Regions from separate parts of the Gossypium hirsutum genome. Here regions 1 and 2 are each linked to region 3. Evidence: chromatin contacts called from public Hi-C data. All regions are on one chromosome and are shown on one strand. The core of a region is the stretch at or near the end of the contact, and the rest is flanking DNA. Distances in the headings are between cores, read along the strand shown.

Region 1 (4,072 bases), core at 583-3,082, 190 kb after region 3:
GCCCAAATACCTTCTAAACCGGCCCAAAATTTTAAATTTTACAAACCCAACCTAAGTCGTAGCCCAAAAATAATAAAACAAATTTAAAATTTAAAGAAAAAACCCTAAAATTTTCCCACCACCCACCCGTGTCCCCTCTGCTGTACGTCTGATCTACTCTTCTTCTTCTTCAGTTATTTTCAAGCTTTCTCAACAACAAAAAAAGATAAATAAAAATGGGAGAGAAGAGATTGAAGGAAGTGGAAAGTGAAAAGAGCAAAAATAAATAAACATTAGAGATAAGAGAGTGAAAGAAGAAAATAAAAATGAGAGAGTAAAATGAAAAGAGATGATAAATATGGGGAGTGGGGAGGAGAAACCAAAAACTTTTTCCAACAATTTAACCATTTTTACTATTTAGCAAATAATTTTCTTTCCCAACAAAAGTGTAAAATCATTGTTTAATTCCCATCTGAAGAAGCCATTGTTGCAAAATAGAGCATTAAAGTGTCCCGTGGACTACAAAACTTATTCAACTTTATATGTTGACGAGTGGTAGAGAAGGGTGTAAGTGAAGTTTGAGGGGCTTCACATATTCGGGAGATTCAAAAACACCCATGCATGCACTGCTACGTACGCCTAACGTACCATTTAGATTTTGACTTAAATTGTAATTCTGCTCTTTGTGAAACTAGATTAAAAAAGAATGAAAACAAAATCCCTGTTAAAAACAATACCAATCAATAAATCAATCAATTTAAATAGACTGGTTTCCACCAAACTTTATCTAAACATCCCTATGCAACCCTTTTTCTTTTTTTGGGCTTCATCTACCACGAAAGAACGATATTCATATATATGTTAGCAACGCTAATGAAATGAAAACTTTGATAAAGTCCATCACTGGCGGGCGCCATTTTTTTATCACATCCTGACGAGAAATATACAGAGCTCAGGACCAGTATTTCCATCGGGGCTCAACATGTAAAGGGTCTCGCAATCCTTGGAGCCAACGACTCGATCGAAAAAGGCTCTAATATAGGCCAACTCTCCATCAACACCCTCAGTTTCAGAATTCCCCGGCAAAACCCCAGCCCCCATTGAAACCGCCTTGAGAAGCTCCATAACGTGCAAATCCTCCGCCGTCGCCTCTCGTTTAACCCCGTGGCCTGTCTTTTTCCCGTTGCAAAACATCGTCCACAAAGGCTCATCGAATAGCTTAACTTGCTCTTTCCCACATCGTTTTTCGCATTCTAAAGCGATTCTCACCATGCCCGCGCTGAGTTCCTTTTGTAACGCGTTGGTTTGCAAGGAAAACTCAATGACTAAAGAAGGGAGACACTTGGGGCTCTCTTGAATCGAAAGGCTAACTTTGCCTTTACGATACCCGAACAAAGTTCCGGTGACTCGAATCCCCGAGATGCTGATGTGAGAGTCGGTTTGTAAACCAGGGCTGGTGGGGAACTTGCATGCGGGAGTGATGATGGGGAAAGCCCGGAAAACTGAACGGAAAGCTCGAAGGACTTTGCGTTTTTGTTTCTTGGACTGTAATTCGGATGGTTGGATAAGGGAGAAGGGTTGTGGAGATGAAGAAGCTTTGGGGGTAGAAGGGTTGGGTGGTGGGGCAGTGGATCCGTCCCTGGAGTTGCCGTTGCCGGTGTTAGGCTTAGAGTCCGCCATTAATGGACGTTGATGAAGAACCAGGGACAAGGCAAGGCCATGGGAGAGAGTGGGAGATAGATGATGAAAGATGCAGATAGGTGGGCATGTTTCAGGTTAGGTAGGTATTGGTTTGAGGCATAGGATTTTCCATATAATTATGGTCAATTTTTAGTTCCTAAGCCTCTGCCTCTTTATTAGGAACATTCAAAATGTACATCATTTTTCTTTTTGTTGGGTAGTTGCCATTATCATTATTCAAATTATACATATATTCAAGGTTAAATGATGTTATTAGTCCATGTATTTTGTTAAAGTTGTGAATTTAATCTTTACATTTTAATTTAGTCATTTTTAGTCTTTATAATTTTTAAAATTTTAAATTTTAGTCCTAAAAAATAATAACTGTTAAGTTCATTAAGTTAAGTTCTACTATTTCCAAAATCTAATGGACCAAACATATGATCATACATGTAATGTCATGTCAGCTTATTATTTTCACTTATTACTCAATAAAAAAATTAATTAATGGATTAACAATTTTTCATTTACGTCAAGATTGGAATTTCATGATTTAGAAATTACAAGGACATAAAATGATCCAATTAGAAAATATGAACCAAATCAATAATTGTATGCATAGTACAAGACTAATAATTGAATTTAACCTAATTGCTACTATTTGGGTCATAATTAAAATTTTAAAATTCAAAAAGCATATAAACTAAATTTGACCAAATTAAAATATAGTGATTCAATCAACAAGTTTTACAAAGTAAAAAAACTAAGAGTATAATTTAACCTATATTTAAATTGTAGTTTTTTTCTTGTCTTTTTCTGAATTGAGATTAATCCATTGTACTTACAAAACTAATTTGATTAATGATATTAACTCAATAAAAAATGTATGTATAAATCCGAATTTTATATTTGATTTTTAATTCCATTATTTGTATTCTACCTTTGAATTCATATAAAAAGTTTTAATATTAATTAACAATAATGGAGCTGAAAAAAATTTAATTTTCATATATAAAATTTTCATTTTGAGAAATAATGTTATAAAAAAGGGAGCAAATAGCTTTTTCTAATTTGAGAAATTACGTTAATAAGAGTGATTAGTTAGATGTTAAAAAGTAGTAGTTTATTTAAAATTCTGAATTTTAAGCAGTCACAGATAATTTTTCTTTTAAAAGAATATTTTTTAAATACATTTAAATAATATTAAAATTTTTATTACACTCGTATGCTCATAAAAATTACATATATTCAACGCTTCCTCAACTCAGCCCCTACAAATTCCTATCTCCTCCGCATTTGACGTCCCTTAAATGTATTTTGTTGGTTTAAATATCCTTTATTTCTCTTTCGATTTTAAATTTAAGTAAATTGATTCCTCTAAAAAACTAATTTAACTTTTATACATTTGAAAACAAGTAAATAAAGATAATTAAGGATGTTGGGTCGAGGTCGATATAGAGATGAATCCTGGGTCGAGGTCGCAACGACGAGGAAGGGGAAGAGAGTTTAGTAGAGTGATGAGATGTGAAGAGAAAATCGATTGGAAAATGTCTTAATAGAAAAAAAAAAGTTAGACATTTCCTGAAAACAAGCACCAGTTTCCCATGTTTTGGAAATAGTTTTACCATAGAAAATCATTTTCAGCCAAACAAACGTTAGAAAAAATTGAAAACATTTTTCGTAAAAACTTTTATAGGTAAACAAATATACCTTTATTTGAGCTATTTCAGTAAATATACGGTGGTAACTTTTAAAATAAGCACAAATGATTGTGAGATGATACCCACCTTAAAGAATTTACAGAGTTAATAGGCACAGAACTATTTGGTAGTAATTTGTTCACCCATTTGGGTGACTGTATACTGAAAAGGGGTGTTGGTTACCATAATGCCAACACAAAAAAAAAATTGAAAATGGGTGTCGACCATCTACTACACAACACCTAAAATATTTTTTTATACTCGGTATTACATGTATTGTACAAAATACGAGTGAAAAAAATACACATGGGTGCTAGCCATTGCACAAAAAAAAAATTTTAATCTTTGTTCCAATCATCAGGTAATTATTGGGAAATTTCTGACAGGGTGTCGGCCATGGGATGCTGGCACCCGTGCATTGTTCCTTTCAAGTCATTCTCGTAAATATTTTTGAACTTGAGTTATTCTTGTAAATATTTAATTGTTTTGGGTTAGTTTGGTAAAATAGCCGCCAATTGTCAACGTGTCATAATATTCTATTGATGTTGAGGTTAAAATATTTATTGTGTTGATAGAACTTGATCTTGAATAACTACAATGAATATTATTAAATTTTTTCATAATAATTTCATTTATTAAATAAATTAATAAATTTCCCTTTAAAAAAATTATTTACATACATAAGTGATAGTGCTTTGAATGTGAATGTTAAG
Region 2 (4,154 bases), core at 999-3,498, 160 kb after region 3:
ATCCTGCTTGTGCCCTAGATGTTCTTGTTTGACTCTATAGTTATTTAAAATGACAGATAATGAGTAGGCTCACCTATGAAACAAGTAGCTAGTTGAGGAGGGCTACTGCAAAGAGATTGTTTGGGTTGTGACTGCTCAAGGTAGCTTGAAGGCTCTTAGCAGGCGTAACTAGAATTTAATTTTAGATTTAATTAGTATCTTATTTTAAAAGTGATTGAATAAATTGATTGGAATGCAAATAGTCTTTAGATTTATTCATTTTACAAATCTTTTTTTCTTAAAAATTTAATATTGTTATTAAAGTTATGAAATTTTATATTCGAATCCCATCATACATAAAATTTATTTATACTATATATTTGATTAATTAAAACTAAAATCAACTCAATATAAAATTTATTAGATATCTGTTTAATTAACCAGTTGTGGTTTTAAGTTCCAAATTCGTTTCAGCTTTACCTTTTCATTTTCGTTTAAATTTGATGCGCATATTTTATTCGCTAATTCATATTTTTTAACTTTATTATTATTATTTTGTATAGGGTTTTAAATATTAACATTTTTCATTCATTTAACCCTTTCTTGGGCTTTGGACTATTCTGCTTCAGCCGATCTACAAGGCAGGCGGGCAGACCTAATCTCCACATCTTCTGCTCATTCCTTCTTGTTGCAACAAATTCTTCTTCCACCACTAATTGTAGTTTCGAGTCTTAAAAAATTAATCAGTCATAAAAGATACAAAAATACATTTATAAAAAACTAAAACTAAAAGTTGTCTTTTTTTTATTAGTTTCTTTTTGTAATCAATATTTTATTATCATTTTCAGTGACTTTGTCTCCCATCTTTTAAATTAACAATTTTCTACTCCTATAGCAGGTAGAATAAATGGTTTGGCTGTGTTAGAGATAAGTTCAATTAGTTCATTTTATTATTAGTTTTATATTTACATTTAAATAAAAACATTTTTAATCATATTTAATTTAAATTTAAAATCAATTCAACTTCCAACAAAAAATATTCTTATCCAACTCACCCTGACTAGTCTCCAGCATAGCAAATTAGGTGTGCCACTCAACTTGTATACAAGTCGATCTAAAAAAATTCAAATTTGAGTATTTTAACATTTGATTAATTGGGTCTAAGTTATTGAGTAACCCAAATTAGTTTTCGAGTGTAATTGAGTGTTTTTAATACCTAATTTCTATTGAGTTTTTTTAATTAAAAACTTGACAAAGGTTTGAATGAAAAAATAAAGATAATTTTTTATTAAAGGTTAATAATTTTTAAAATTATATATTTTGAGCATAAAAAAAAATTCATTTTAAGCATAGTCGTTAAAAACCATTTTCGTTAAGTACTGCTGTTAAAATTATTTTTATTTTGATCACTCACTACCAATTTAATGTTATTGTATATTCATTTTGGTTACTCACTTTAGTATATTTTATTTTTGTCACTTATTTTATATTTTTAATGAGTCTTTAATTTTTTGGACTTAATTTTAGTTTTTTTTAGTAAAAGGGAATGACTTGGGTGTGCATGAAAAAATTTAGATATTTACATAGAACAGTCATTTATCCTTTTAATTTTCTTTATTTTTCTCTTTTTAAAATATATTTTAATTTTTCTCGATAAGAAGAAAATTTTGGAGTTTTATAAGAAAATAACTGGGTTTTATAACTTGAGTTTTTTCTTTTTTAGTGACAAGTGGAAAACTTAAATTTTTTCAGTGAATTACTTAGGTTTTTACATAAAAAAATTGAGTTTTTATAATGAATTGAGTTATAAGAAAAAATTCAAATATTATTTTCGCTATTGAATAACTCAATTCTATTTATAAATCTAGATTTTTTTAATAAAATTAATTTTAAAAGAAAATGAGTAGTTAAAATAAAAATTTATTAAAAGTTGAGTAGGTAAAACTTATTTTAAAATCAAACTTGAACTTTTGTGACTGGATTGAAGAGTTGGTTTAGAGTAAATGAAGAAATTGTAGCATGCTGAAGCAAATTGAGCAAGGACGTCCCACCAGGAAATTTGCAAACGCTTGATATGATGGAAGCAGGATCTGACACTTGAAGTTTAATCTCGCTGAACATGAATTGTACCCCTGATTTGATTTGCCTAAATCACTCAACTTTACCCACAAATTTTATATTTTTATTCTTTTCCTTTTAAAAATAATTTGGCATGATATTCGAGTTGAAGCTAATGTGGCTGTCGATATCAAATAGATGTGCAAACATCCAAAAAACACAAGCTGAAACCCAAGGGAAAAACAGATGTGACCCAGACTTTCGTGGACTGGGTCATTTATCCATATTCGAAACTAAGCTTAAAAAATAAAAAATTTTAAATATAATATAATATTTAAAAAATGAATTTGACTAAAATTAAGGTTTATTCTCTATATGAATAGAGCTTTTGGCTAAGATTTTTTTAGTTCAAATTCAACAGAATTCGAATATATTATATTATAAAAAATATTATATTAATTATATATATTAAATTATATTTATATTTATATTAGCTCACTAACCTAATAATAATTAAATTTATTATTCAAAACTTTAAAAAAAATCCACCTAAAATATAAAACTTTAAAATATATATTTAATACAATAAAATATATATTGTATTTATTTATGTTTTTTTTAATATAATAAAATATTTATTATATTTATGGTAGTATTTTTTTAATATAAATACTTTTTGATGTGTTAGAAAACTTTTATTTTAACATTTTTTAGTGCTGTATTATATTTTTTAAAATTTATTTTCAAATAAAAATTAATATAAAAAATCAAATATGAGCAGGTCGGGTGAGGCTCAAATTTACCTTTTTTAAATTAGACCGAACTTGGGCAAAAAAGTAAGTCTATTTTTTGGGTCGAACCTGAGCTTGAATATTTGGTTTAAAAACCTTGTATAGGCTTGACTTAATTTTGGCTCAGTCTAACCCATAAACACCTCTACCTAGACTCTTTATAAGCATGTTTTCTTTTATGGATGACAAAAAACTTCCTTGCTTGAATCTATTTTGTTTAAATGTAATGTCAACCTCGATTTAATTCAATTGATTTCTATTAGGAGTACAATAGTGTTTTTTTAACATTATAGAAAAATAGTTAAATTTCAATTTTAATATTTTTTATTAGGTTTAAATTTTAATTTTAATTTTTATACTTTAATTTTTAATATAAATTGATTTCTATTTTTTATAATAATATTGATTAGTTTAAATAGTTAATATCATTAAATTTTTTATTAAAATGTTACATAATTTAGGGTACACGTGATCTCTTATTTTTTGGAGTTTGTTTTGTTTCGTTTTTTTAGGCATTATTAGACAATAGTCAAACTTTACTAGACTAAAACATGAAATTTCATCTATATACTTGATATTTTTGACATAATTTGGTCCTGTTATTTTATAATATCATTAGTTAGTCTAAATAATTATATTGTTAATTACTTCAATCAAAATATTAACATCATTTCTATAAGAACACTATTCGAACAAAATGTTAAGAGTTATATTATTAACATTTTTGTAAGTTACTATAGAACAAAAGGGTACTAGAAAGCATTAGAGTTTGTGTTTTGAGAAGCTGTCTAAAATGTTTAATAATAGAGAAAGTTTAATAAAATAAGCTAGAGGATTAATGAAGGGAAAAGGAGAAGAATTAAGGAGAAAGCACACTCTTCATTTGCCCTTTTCCTGTGTGATCCGCATGTTATACAAATGGTGTTGTCCACTTCACCTCTATTTTCGAAGGTTTTTATTTTAATTTGTTCAATCTTTAAGTTTTTCTTTAAAATGAATTTATAGACTCTTTAATGAAGACGAACTTGTACTAATCTTGTTGATTATTTTGTAAAATTCCACTTGTATGAATCCTATTTTATGGAAAAAAAAACATAAGTGATATAACATGGATTTAAAATGACTCCAAGCTATTTTAATTGTCATTGTCTTATTGACTTGGCGTACCTTGCCGAACAAGTACTAGGGAGGAATTCAAACTTGTTAATTGCTCGTTTCTGCATTTATTACATGAAAGTTGAAATTAAGTACTTTTAAGAAAAATGAAAAAAAAAAGTCATTCTCACAACAGGTGGCATGCATTTAAACCGGAATGGAACTTAAAAT
Region 3 (4,040 bases), core at 915-3,414:
CGTGTGAGGCACACGGCCTATTCACACAGGCATGTGACCCTTATATGTTGAAAAATTTTCTAAGTTCCTCAAAGTTTGCAAATGTTTTCGGTTTAGTCTTGAACCACTTCTAAGCATGTTTTAAGGTCACGTAGGACCTTATAAGGGACAATGTGAATGATTTGATTTGATTTCAATTATGAATGCTTAAATGTATGTAAATGAGGTATGTTATTCAGTAATGCCTCGTAACCCTATTCCGACGACGGATACAGGTTAGGGATGTTACAACCACTTCTCTTTAAGGTTTTCTACCCAAAACCTTAAGTAACACCTCACAAATGAGAGAAAATAATGATGAATAAGATGATACCTCTAAAATATAGATAATCAATAATTAAATTCTCACATAAAGTTACAACACTTGAAAGAATGATAGAAAACTTAACATATAAGTGTGTACAAGAAATATTTAGTAAAAGATTGTGAAAGTTTGAAATTTTGAGTTCTTAAAATTTAGGCACTTGTTTCTATATTATTAATGAAAAGCATTAACTTTGTATTTAAATCCTCTAACAACCTTGTGGACATTTGTAGCCGTTAGAAACAAAATAGAGTCGTTATAGCCATAAAAACTAGCATTAAATGCAGTCTGCATCTTCATTGTATCGATAGAAGTCCTTCTAAAATATGATCATTGGGCTCGTTGTATCAGTAGAGGTCCTCTTGTACCGATAGAACTTTGAGGTTTCAACTAACTTTGGCTACTGCCTTGACTTGTCTAAGTAGAAGTCCTTAAGGTATCGTTAGAACTCTGGTTGTATCGATAGGTCGGACCAAGGGGTCGATAGAGACTCTAGGCCAAAACTACCTTGCATACTTGAATGCGTTCTATCAATAAAAGTTTGGGTTGTATCGGTAGAACCTAGAGTTGTACGGTAGAATTCTGTAGCCTTTTCAAAGTCTTTCCATCTTGAGTTCTACGATACTTGTCCTCCTAAGTATCAATAGAAGTCCTTCAAACTTAATTTAAGGCTTTTTAAATGTTTATCTTGTCCAACACTTTGAAAATAAGTTTAAGGACTTATAAACAATTTTTGCCAATCTAAGTAGGGGATTTTTAATATACCTTTTTGTTATATCAAAATACATGAAAAATTAGAACTAACATAATATAAACATGAAAATTTGATTTTGTTTCAATTATATGTATGAAATTTTAATTTTGATTTTTTTTATACTTTAAGAAAATAGATTCAATTATTTTTTATTAATAAATATATTTATTTATGTATACAATAATTAAACTTAAAATAGTGCCATGTGAGTAGTATGTAAAAATTGATTAAAATAAAAAATGTCATACATGCATATGTAGAAAATTAAAAATTTTGTATCACAATATATATTAATAGTGGAGAGCAAAATTCGATGTGAGTTGGGAAAATCGAAAAAAAATTAGTCTTGTAATTATCAAATCTAGTTATTTGGTTTTTTTAATCAACTCAAATAAGTAATTCAGTTTTTAGAGTTCGAATCGAGTTAAATTTTATAACTTACATAATTTGAATAACCCAAATAACAAATTGGTGTATATACCACTTGAATCCCTGTCAATTTAGAAAAATGAACAAATTAATTTCTCTCAAACAAAATTACAAAATATTTAAAATATTCTTTAAAATATTTTTATAAAAATGATAGATTTAAAAAAATTCTAAAAATTATATAAAAATTTAAATTATAAAAAAATGTTTTTTTCCCAAAATGACAAATTTAAGGCATTAAAGAATTAAATTTTCAAATCAAGATTATCATGAGGGGTATTTTGTTTTTTTTTTTCTTTTAAAATAGTTTTCAAATATATATGATTTTAAATTTATATACTCTAATTTATAATTATTTATATTGTTAATAATATTTTAATTTGATTTTTTATTTTTTAAAATTTAACTTAAAAATATTATTTAACTTAAAGTTTATTTCACTTGGGTGGATTTGAACAAATAAAATTAAAATAATAGAATAGAACTCATATACAGTAAACAAAAACATTGCATTTGGATTGAATTTTGGGTTCATTTCCATTTGCTTTGCTGATTGTACCTAACCCTAGTAAGATTCTAACCCAAATACGACCTATCTTAGTTTTATTTAAAGGTATGGGAAACTTTGCTAGCCAGCTCCTTCTAAAATCTTCTCTTTCATCTCTCTCTTTCACCTGAAAATACCTCCTCCGTCTTCTTCTTTTCACAATTTTCTTTTCTCGATGAACAGTCTTTTAGACTACTATAATTTAATTATAATGTAAAAAAAAAAAGAATTCATAATTTTATATATTTTGATTCTCATGGAAGCTTTGATTGTTGGGTATTTTAGGTTTTGTTTATTTTTCTTGTTATGTCTATTGTTGGATGGGAACTGAGAGTAAGAAAGAAACTGTGTTAAAGAAGAACAAAAATGGTGGAGAAGTTAAGACAGGACAGTGGTTGTTGTTTTCATGTTGTAAACTATTACAACTTTGTACAATTTGGTCTTGTTTTAAACAAGGCAGTTTGAGTTTCAATCTTAGTTGAATCTCTTTTAACAACAACATCCATTGAAAATCTTTTAAAGAAAAAAAAAAGATTGTTGATTTCATCATTAAGTTCATCATCAACCATGAAGAGACTTGGCAGCTCAGATTCATTGAGTGCTTTGATGTCAATCTGCCCAACTTCAGGTCTAATAAAACAAACCCAACTTTTATTACCAAAAAATAAAAGATCTTTTATGTTCATCAGCGTCTTAATTGTTGATATGTTTTGATTTGGTACAGATGAACGTAGTCCAAGAAACAACAATGTTTACAGTCGAGAGTTTCAGTCGATGTTAGAAGGATTCGATGAAGAAGGTTGTTTTGAAGAATTAACAGTCGGCCATGGCGGGGGTGCCAAGAAGAGACGATTAAGTGTGGATCAAGTGAAGGCATTGGAGAAGAATTTTGAAGTTGAAAACAAACTCGAACCCGACAGAAAATCGAAACTAGCTCAAGAACTTGGGTTGCAGCCACGACAAGTTGCTGTCTGGTTTCAAAACCGACGTGCTAGATGGAAAACAAAGCAATTGGAAAGAGATTATGGAGTTCTTAAGACCAGTTATGAATCTCTTAAGCTCAATTATAGTAACCTCCGCCATGAAAATGAAGATCTTCTCAAACAGGTAATTATTAATAACAATTATTCATTTATCTTAGTAAGACTGGGAATCTCTTTGAGTTTAATTTGTAAAGCAAAGTTGAAGGTATGAAAATGATGCAGATTAGTGAGCTGAAGGCAAAACTCATCGAGCCGCCGCCGGGTTCATCTTTGGGTACCTCATTGGAGCCGGCGGAAGTGAACTGCGAGAGCTTCAACGACGGCGGCGGCAATGGATCAGTTGGTGGTGGTGGCGACACCGTTTTCCCGGACTTGAAAGACGGATCATCAGATAGTGATTCGAGCGCTATCTTGAATGAAGAAAACAACAGCGGCGGAGACATGGAGGGGGGCAGCCCAAACAACGGGGCAGCTTCTTCACCGTCCTCCATGAATAACTGCTTCCAGTTGTTCAAAACAACGTATCAAACCCCGCAATTTGTGAAGATGGAAGAGCATGATTTCATCAGTAGTACTGCAGATGAAGTCTGCAATTTCTTTTCAGATGAACAAGCTCCAAGTCTTCAATGGTGGATCTAATCTAAATCAAACATATATGTATGTATGCAATTATGGGATTAAAGAAACGGAATGCAAGAGAATAAGGCAAACTCTCCAAGAATTTTGTCCGAAGAAGAAGAAGAAGAAGAGAGAAATTAATGGGTTGAAGTGGAGGCGGTAGAAGTTGAATTCAATACCCAATAGGTGGCGAGTGGCCAGTGCGGCGGTGCACGCGGTGGGCGAATGATTAGGTCGTAATTGGAAGCTTCTTTTTTTTTTACTGTTCTTCTACTGTAAATGGAAAAATCTCCAAAATCCATCAGAGGAAAAGTAAAGCTTTTTTTCCTTCTAATGGTGAAAAAGCTGAAAAAAAAAATAAAGTAG

What was found. A called contact is a pair of places that touch in the nucleus more often than the background predicts.
Region 1: a contact with region 3 is called in a Hi-C map of leaf, with 2.1 times the contacts expected there. The contact joins the promoter of LOC107915906 here to the promoter of LOC121208249 in region 3. A contact is called at or near these places in 3 of 34 Hi-C or Micro-C datasets (all in leaf).
Region 2: a contact with region 3 is called in a Hi-C map of leaf, with 2.5 times the contacts expected there. The contact joins the enhancer-like site here to the promoter of LOC121208249 in region 3. A contact is called at or near these places in 2 of 34 Hi-C or Micro-C datasets (both in leaf).

The regions. Positions count from the first base shown.
Region 1 is chrA10:16,292,993-16,297,064 of Gossypium_hirsutum_v2.1, reverse strand. It overlaps LOC107915906 (protein MIZU-KUSSEI 1), which reads right to left and starts at 1,832. Exons shown (of 1, transcript XM_016845094.2): 1 at 704-1,832. The coding sequence starts at 1,659. The coding sequence ends at 904.
Region 2 is chrA10:16,327,820-16,331,973 of Gossypium_hirsutum_v2.1, reverse strand. No RefSeq gene overlaps it. Among protein-coding and RNA genes, the nearest start is that of LOC121207941, 10 kb to the right of the region's middle. Within about 2 kb of position 2,248, at least 1 of the 9 cell types and tissues checked has an H3K27ac peak or open chromatin away from gene starts, as enhancers often do. A contact at or near this core is called in leaf, where this site is marked.
Region 3 is chrA10:16,485,279-16,489,318 of Gossypium_hirsutum_v2.1, reverse strand. LOC121208249 (homeobox-leucine zipper protein ATHB-6) reads left to right here and starts at 2,164. Exons shown (of 3, transcript XM_041078795.1): 1 at 2,164-2,701; 2 at 2,798-3,180; 3 at 3,279-4,040. The coding sequence starts at 2,641. The coding sequence ends at 3,695.